Linked DNA regions of Anas platyrhynchos: region 2 is linked to region 1. Evidence: chromatin contacts called from public Hi-C data. All regions are on one chromosome and are shown on one strand. The core of a region is the stretch at or near the end of the contact, and the rest is flanking DNA. Distances in the headings are between cores, read along the strand shown. Region 1 holds the start of ATP5PO (ATP synthase peripheral stalk subunit OSCP). Region 2 holds the start of RCAN1 (regulator of calcineurin 1).

Region 1 (4,469 bases), core at 973-3,472:
AAAAAGAAAATGTTGTCTGCCTGCTGTTACTGAGTGAAAAACCCTTTTGTTAATGGCAAAATGAGTCAGGTCTTGCCTAGGCAGCTAGGTTTTAGTGTGCGGGTCACTCCACCTGCGACAGCTTAGTCCCCAGGGAGCCCGTGTGACAGAGCACTTGCACTTACCTGCCCATGCAGAACAGTTTGCAGGGCAAAGGTACGAAAAACAACCAAGTGAATTAGATTCAGCAGGAGCACTCACTGCTTCTGGGAAATAAAAGGGCAGACCCTGAAAGAAGGGAAAAAAAAAAAAAAAAAAAAAAGCTTCCTTCAGCAGCCACAGGAGCAAAACCACAGTAGCAACAGAGAGGTGAGGTAGGTCATAGCTTTTCTGTGTCACATTCCCTGAACCTAACTCGAGCCTGCGAGTGGAAGTCTCCTCTGTTTCTTGTAAATAACAAACTTTTTGTAGAGGTCAGGAACTTGTTTGCAGCTACACCCTGGCTGCTCTGGGACCCTCCCATGCTGAGTATGGGAATACCAGGCTCAGCCAAAGGGAAACAGCTGGCTGCAATTACTGGCTAGCAGGTGCAGAGGAGCACTCCAAACAGGCCGAAAGCTAAGGTTTCAGGTGATTTTCAAGGTGAGGGACTAAAGTACTTGGTGTTTTTAGCCTCCTTAAAGATTTTGAGTCACTAGTTTAATTACTGGAGGGGTTTTTGGTATTTCATGTGCTTTTTGAAGGAGCTGGCCGTAGTTCGGTGGAGGCTAAGTTTGGCACATTTTGTGGAAATAAACAGATATGCTCTCATCATCGTGAGGACACCAGATGTGTTGTTACAAGCTTCATCTCATTTTACCTCTACATGCTGCAAGCACTCTGGAACGGTCTGTCTTACTACGAGTTTTATGATGACTCATGCAGCTGGACCCTGCTTGAAACACTTCCCCACTGCTACCATGGTAGAATAATAATGAAGAATTATCACATTCTTTCTAGAGACTTAAAAGTGCTGATTACAGTGAGCTCTGTGGCTGCTAGGCATGTGTGAAGTCCATGTCTTCAATAAGCACAAGCGTGTGTTTAAATTAATCTAAACTCAAATTACTTTGAAGATTTCTCAAATAGAAGTAGAGAGGCTATATTTAGTAGGATTTCAGATCTAGTCTGTATCAACAGGAGAATGCTTGTTATGATGCATTATGAATATGAATAACACTATATTTCCTAAGAATGAGTACTCTGAGGTTACAGTGCCACAAGCAGTGACCTCCACATAAACCAACAGACCTGCAAGTGGATGTTCTTCCAGGTGTTTCTCATGACCTTGTAATCAGAGTATGTGCATGAGTGCTCAGTGGTATTGAACCTACATGAACACGCTGAAACAAGGGATAGAGGTAAATGTCAAATAATGAAGGACGGGCACTACAGGGAGTCCAAATGCTTTGTAGGAGGAAAAAAACTTGAGTCTGTCAACAGTCACCTTGTTTTCCATGTGCCTTAGCATAGTATCCAGGAGGACCTGCTCTATGATCTTGCTGGGCACAGAAGTGAGATTGACTGGCCTCTAGTTCACCAGGTCTTCTTTTTTTCCCGTTTAAAAAATGCCTTTTAAAAAATAGGCATTATATTTCCTCTTTTCCAGTCAGCAGGAACTTCATTGGACTGTCACAACTGCTCAAATACAATGGATAGTGACTAAAAGATCATGGAGTGTTTCAGGGTTACTCTAATGAAATTTTGGATACAGGACCCCATTTCAAACAAATGCATTCTCTGTACTTTTCCCAAGTTTCAGTGCATGCACATTACAACAACAAAAAAAAAATACAGAATGTGTGTTTTTCCTTAAACAAATCCTTTTCTTCATTTTAGATGTGTTTTTCTTAGTACCGAAGTTATTAAAAATATCAAGAAGAATGGTGTTAGAACGGTTAAAGCTCTCATGAACTACACTTGTGGCTTTGCATGTCCCCAGAGCAAATACAACCGGCGATACAGGAGCTCAATTCCAGCACCCAGAGCACCACATATGGGTTACAGCATCGTGTTTCTGAGGGGATGCTGTACCAGCTTCCTAAAGAGGAAGCCTTGAGGAAAGCCTAGCCTAATTCTCTGCTTTAGAGCGAGCACTAATCCTCCAACTTGTGGCAACAGCAACACCTAGCGCTCCCGGTCCGCCCTGCATGTGGAGCTGGTTTGGGGAGGGAGCAGCCAGCAGCCTACATCCCCCAGCGAGCCGCGCAGCGCTGAGGGGCGGTGCGGCCGCCATGCCTGCGCGGGGCCGGGCGGCGCCGTGACCTCCAGCGGACAGAAACAAAATGGCGGCGGCGGGGCTGGCGCTGAAGGTGATGGCACGGAGAGGGCGGGCAGGGAGGGAAGGGGGGAGGCGGTGAGGGGCTGTGAAGCCACCGCTGTGCTGTCCCGTCCCGCAGGTGCGGCAGCTGAGCACGTCGGCGGCCAGGCCGGTGTCCAAGCTGGTTAAGGTGAGTGGGGAGGGGGTGGGAGCCGGCGGGTCCCCCCCGTCCTGGGGCTGCCCCTGAGCCGCGCTGTCGCCCTTAGCCCCCCGTGCAGGTGTACGGGCTGGAGGGCCGCTATGCCACCGCGCTGTACTCGGCCGCCACCAAGCAGAAGAAGCTGGAGCAGGTGGAGAAGGAGCTGCTCCGCGTGTGGGTGAGCAGCCCGGCAGCAGCCATCTACCTGGGGCGTGGGGTGCCCCTGCTTTGGGGGGGGAGGTTGGACTGCGGGTCCAAGCTGTGCGAGGGGAGCAACACCCCTAAAACACCCCTAAAACAAAGATACCTCCTGTAAGTGAGCTGTATGTGGGGCAGCCATCATCCTGCTAGCTTCTCATCTCTTCAGGCTCGCTCAAGGAGCGACCTTGTTGCCCACTTGGATGGTTTGTTCACGCCTGGAGGACTTGTGGTGTGTTCATTTTATTGTTATAATGTTGTGTGTGTGTCCTCTTAGACTCTTTTGAAGGACCCCAAACTGTCCAGTGTTGTTATGAACCCTCATACCAAGAGCACAGTTAAACAAAAAGCCGTGAATGACGCTCTAGCAAAAGAGAAGATGTCCCCTATTACTGTCAACCTGATGAGTGAGTAATCATTTTGATTTTGAGAAACATCCAAGGCTGGTGGTTGTTACTGGTAGCAAACCAAATCTGCTTCCAGCGGGTGCTTTAAACCCTTTTGACACATCTACTTCTTCCATCCAGACTTGCTGGCTGAGAACGGTCGCTTGCGCTACACTCCAGGCATTGTGTCTGCCTTTGGGAAGATCATGAGCGCGTACCGAGGAGAGGTGCTGTGCACGGTCACCACCGCACAGGTAGGTTGGGAACCTCTAGGTTCACCTGAACAGATACAGGCATAAAAGGCAAAATTACTTAGCCTTATTTTGGTTTCTATAATACAAGCATCTTGCTGTGTGAGTAGTGAGGAAAAATCTCACCTCTCCTAGGATGAAAGTGTCTCTCCAAATAGTGTTTTGATATCCAAAAATTGTTGGTAAACAATTAAACGTGTTCCTCCTGTTTCAGCTTAACAGGTGACATCTTTCTTTCCTATGTGTGAACCCAGTGGCTGATAAGTCAGCCTTGTCTGCCTCCGCTCTTATTTCTGTCACTGAAATGGTACTGATCAGGTGTTAGAGCAAAGCAGAAGGCTGAGGACTAAGAATGCCTATGGCATTCTTAGAATGCAAGAAGCTGCAAGAAGCAGCTACATAATTCACTGTGTGCAGTAATTGGGGAAGTGGCTAATTCTGGAACTGCAGGAGGAATTTTTCAAAGGCAGATGATTATTGCTGATTCTTACAAAGGTGAGAAGGAAGATGTATCCGTTAGCTGTGAGGATGGAGATGTGGGGATTCTGGCACTTGATTAATTTCTTTGGTGATGGATCCATGCCCAGGTCTGTTAGAGCAGGAGCTTGCCTGCAATGTACATCAAGTAATTCTGTAGGCCTTGGTTGGGGCTAAAATGAACTGCCTAGTGGACTAAGTAAAAAGAGTCACCTATCTCAGGGTGACTGGCTCTCTGTAGGCCACAAGCACAGACTGTTAATCTAGTTGATAGCCTTCAGGGATGTGTAAACTCACAAGCCTGTGTAAACCTTTTCATGAATTTTCCCAAATAATTCATAAGTAAAGTTACTTTCCTGCTGCCTGTTGGGGTAGCGGTGATGGTTTCTTTTGGCTCTCAACTGTTAGCTATTAAATATAAATTATTGAAATTGCCGGTAATGCAAAAACACTACTTTTCTGTGAAATCTTTAATTTCTGTCACAGTGATATATGAGCAGCTCTTTGGGAATGCAAGGGTAATTTCACAGTGCTTCTCCCACGGGGATGCAAAGTTCCTCCATGGTGATGGGGTGCTCTCTGCCCGTGTCCTGAGTTGCTGTCCTGTGCTTTACGTCAAATTTTTCGTAGGCAAATAATCTGAACTGTTAGAAACAGCAAAATTTATCTTTTCTTATATA
Region 2 (4,469 bases), core at 1,376-3,875, 370 kb before region 1:
AGTGTGCGTTGTTTAAAACACCTGAACAGCGCTGTTCAAGTGTATATTTAGTGATTTGTTCCAGGAACCTCTTTTTATTTATTTATTTATTTTTCTGTGTGTAAAGAAATCACTACCGTTAATCACTGTCACTCACATTAAATATGTGCTCCATTCTCAAGGCTGAGCATTGTGGTTAAGATCTCATTTCTCTTGTCCATATATTGCATTCTCTTCACACCTAACAGAAAGAGGGGAGGAATCCATCATTAAACATTAGGATTAGGGAGAGTGAGGTTTAATTTTTCTTCTGAAGTTCACAACTGAATTAATGCCTGGGCGGTGGTGGTGGTCACTTCATATTGGTGTTTGCTGTATTTCTAGAATGCCGGCAATGCTTGCTTTCTCTGAATTGTCTGCCTGAACTTTTCAGCTCTTTGGGCAGATAGGTCCTCAGACTGCAGTGCTTGGAACAATGTGATAGTGATCTCAGTTGAGCTTTGGGTGTTATTATGATACAAATATAATTAATGACTTATTTTCATCCACAAATCTGACACCTGGTTGCAATTACCAGCTGGTGGTGGTTTATGCCATTAGACCAGTAGTGGCCAGTTTTATGATTTTGAACGGCTTTCATAACAGTAACATGGCAAGCGGCAATCACAGGAATTTGTTGCTGGCAGGTTTTGCTTCTTCTATGAGAACTTTTAAATACTTATAACAAAAGATTTTTGTTCAGGTTCCTCAGGTGAGGTTTCTGTAGAGGGCTAAGACTCTTGAAACAGAGAGTACAGATACTCGCTCCTTTGAGAAGCTATCACTGCTCTTATCAGGAAGAAAATCTGAGAGCATAGAATAAGATTTAAAATTATATTAACTTATCTAAAGGTTGAAATGTTAGCTCTAAAATGTTTCAGCAAGTTCATATACGTGACATTTACTATAAAATACCATTTATTTGGATTTTTGTGAAAAATTGTGTGAAAATATAAACAGACTTACATGACTTAGAGCAATCAGTCACGAAAATATGCTGCACGTAAGATGTGTCTCTCTCTGAGAAAGGCTTGAATGGATTACAACAGACAGATTACAGAGTCTGAAAAAAAATGTAGGAGGGAGGGAGAAGGCAAATGATCATCTCTTTGCCTGGTATTTTTTGCCTTGTTGTATCCTGCAAGATCTCATTAAAATTGACTGAGACCAGTAATTCGTCATTTTAAAGTCTTTGATCTGTTGGGAAAAAAAAGTCAGCAATGCTAACTAAAGATAACAGTAGTTATCTCAAGTACAGGGGTTGTTGTCTCTGCTGTAAACTTTGCACAATGCAAATTAGTAGGTAGCACATAATTTTCAACCCTCAAAATTGTTTCTTCAGAGGTTCTTTACACCACCAAAATATTGCTGCATTTTGGAAGAAAAGATCAGTAAAAATATGTTACTTAGAACATCATTAAAAATATTTGCCATACCATATTTTAAATCATTAATAAATGTTGCTCAACAAGTGACCCATTGTAGTCTGTATCAATATGTTTATAGCCTGGTTACAAAATCCAGTCCTGTGTGTGGCATGGTAATTCTTTTCCAAGTGCATGCTAACACGTGTTATCTACAAAGATATAGTTTAAATTGCAATCTAGAACACCAGACATTCTGAATTGAAACAGGATTTTTTGAGCCTCTGGATAGATGACGCCGGCTGACAAGATCAGTGTGTGATGACATACTGCTTTCTAAGTCCCAGGACTGAGATGTAATATAAATGACAGGTGCCTCCTCACTCACGTCTGTGAGAAGTTTCTTGGAAATTGAACATGAGAATAGGATTAGCACCTCAGCTTGCTAAAAGTGGTGTTCTTGTGGTAGCCCTCTTTTGGTCTTGGTGAGAAAACAGCTTTTGGAGGGATTGCACTTCCCACTTTCAGACCTCCTGCTTTCTTACTCAGCCCTGTGGAGGTCGAAGATTGAGTTAGAATTTTGCCAGCTATCATCCAACATCTTTTCACTCCTTACTACCTTTAACTCTTCTGTGCTACTCTTCTACAAGGACAGGATATTTGGGGTTGATATGTGAATATCACAGTAACTTCATTTATATATATATAAAAAAAAAAAAAAAAAAGCATGTCATATGAAGTTCATTCTAAGGTCTTATGCTAAAGTGTGTTGCTGTATACACATGTATGTAAGAAAAGTGTTTGTCTAGGTCAGTTACGTTGGACTAAGCAGCTCGGCACAAATAGATAAGCTTTTGGCATCTGCAGAATGTCTGACACGAGCAGCTCCTTCAGCTTAGCTAAGAAAGGTGCAGCTGTCCCTTATAGACTTTCATCACTAGGAAAAAAAAAAAAAAAAAGCCTTTAAGAATATGCCTCCTTCGGGTCCAAGGTAAGGGAGAAGTGACAAAAACACCCCACGACACAACTCTCCCAACAGGCTTTTTATTCCCCTTGACTCTGCAGCACCATGAAACCCTCTGCAGAAAATCAAGAGCTACATCAGGTAGTTTTGGGGGCAGACAAGAGAAACACGAGTCATTCGGCGGTGCCTTGCTAAAAACACCTCCTTTTTTAATTCCTATTTAACGCCCCTCAGGGCGGCGCTGCCCTCACTCAAGATGGCGCCGGGCAGCGCCGCGCTGCCGCGGGCCACCTGTTGCGGCAGCACCCGCCGCCTATAGGGCTTGCGCGCGGGGGGGGAGCAGGAAGGCGACGGTTAAACGGCCGCGGGGGGGGACCAACGGCCGCCGCCTCAGCCGCGCTCCGCCCCGCAGCGGGGGCTCCGCTCGCCGCCGGCCATGGAGAGCGGCGGCGGCGGCGGGAGGGGCTCAGCGGAGCCGTCGCCCCGGGAAGGAGACGAAGAGGAGGAGGAGGAAGAGGAGGCGCTGCCGGCCGAGGCGGCCTGGAGCTTGGTGGACGGCGCGATGGAGGCGGAGGCGCTGGCGGACCTGCCCACCGCCACCATCGCCTGCAACCTCGACCCGCGCGTCTTCCAGGAGGGGCCGTGCCGGGTGAGGGCCGCGCCGCCCCGGGGGGGAGCGGGGAGGGATGGGGGAGGCAGCCCGAGGGGCGTGGGGCTGCCCTGAGAGCAGGGGGAGGGAGCTGCTGGGGAGTCTGTGGAGCCCGACTGGGCTTAAAAGGGCTGCACGCCGCTCTGACGGAGCAGGGCAGGGTGACAGCAGGTGTCAGAGGGATGTTACGCGCTGCCTGAGACATCCAGGTCTAATAAATTGATATAAACGCTTCAGCATTGCTGCTCACCTCGTCCCTGGCTTTCCTGATGGAACTTGAATTCAAGTCGAGCTTGCCTCCTCTTACCTGTGGCACTGCTGCCCAGAATTAAAGAATCAGCGAAGCCAGCATTTCTCTCTCTTATTTTTACACTCCTTTTTGCCATCAAGCTCTTATTTCCTTTGATGCTGAAGGAGATGCTCATTTCTTAAAAAAAAATTCAAAATGAAACCGACTTGAAAAATTAGGCAATAAGTGTACTGGTTTAAAATCCTATTACAATAACTGGCTGTCTCTGTGAAAAACAATTTAGAGTAGATACAGCAGAGGTCCAACAGCTGAAGGCTATGAACAGTTGCACTGCATTAAAAATGAGCTGGAGGTTGGAGTACAATATAGCTGCACCATCTCTATTACTTTCTAAAATTATGTAACTTTTAACAGCAGTGTAACCCTGTATCACGCAGGGCACCTGCTGCTAGGAAGGGAATGGCACCTTCACAGGGATTTGCCCTCTCTAATTCAAGTTCACTCTAAATGTACTTAGCAAAACATAATCAGTTCCAGTATCTTCAGTTGCTGGTGGTAATAGTATTTTTCGTAGGTGAATTCTATAACCTTAAAGGGTGTATTTTGAAAACACATATGCACGTACATAAATGCACGATTACGCAGAAGATTGGGAAGTGTTTAAACACTTAAACCATTTTTTTGTCTTTCTGTTTTAATTCCAAAGGCTCTCAGTCTCCACATACTAAGCTTAGATCAGAACCAAGTCTTATGCATTACTGAAATAACAATCTTCTTTTTTCTTATTCATTCTATTTATTTTTTCCTTGCCAAGAGTTGCAGCAGGTAGGAATGCAGATTAATCACAAGTTTATTTCCTATTGTTTTAATTAATCATCTTGGTGTAAATAAACTGTCTTGCCTTAAACAGGGATGACAGTACACATGGTTACTGCAGCATAGCTGTTGCTCTTAATTCTCCGCCTTAGGGATTTAATTTTATTTTGAACCTGAATAAATGTGATGTTTGTGCCCAACAGGAAAGAGAAATCTTTCTGGAAGTTTTATAAAGAACACTGAGGCAGTTGGTAGGTGTACACAGACTTCTAATAGATTAAAGAACAGTTCTCACTTGGCAAACTGGTCCTCTGCCACTGAACTGATTCACTGAAGAGACGAGGTGACATGAGGCACTAAGGCTGGGATTCTGGTCTGCTTGGATTGGTAAAAGGTGGATTCATTGTG

What was found. A called contact is a pair of places that touch in the nucleus more often than the background predicts.
Region 2: a Hi-C map of skeletal muscle shows a contact between it and region 1, with 2.2 times the contacts expected there. The contact joins the promoter of RCAN1 here to the promoter of ATP5PO in region 1. A contact is called at or near these places in 2 of 8 Hi-C or Micro-C datasets (skeletal muscle and subcutaneous adipose tissue).

Annotation. Positions count from the first base shown.
Region 1 is chr1:111,048,167-111,052,635 of IASCAAS_PekinDuck_T2T, reverse strand. ATP5PO (ATP synthase peripheral stalk subunit OSCP) reads left to right here and starts at 2,222. Exons shown (of 7, transcript XM_027449157.2): 1 at 2,222-2,330; 2 at 2,418-2,468; 3 at 2,545-2,655; 4 at 2,953-3,082; 5 at 3,203-3,315. The coding sequence starts at 2,304.
Region 2 is chr1:111,413,888-111,418,356 of IASCAAS_PekinDuck_T2T, reverse strand. RCAN1 (regulator of calcineurin 1) reads left to right here and starts at 2,625. Exons shown (of 4, transcript XM_027449144.3): 1 at 2,625-2,995. The coding sequence starts at 2,783.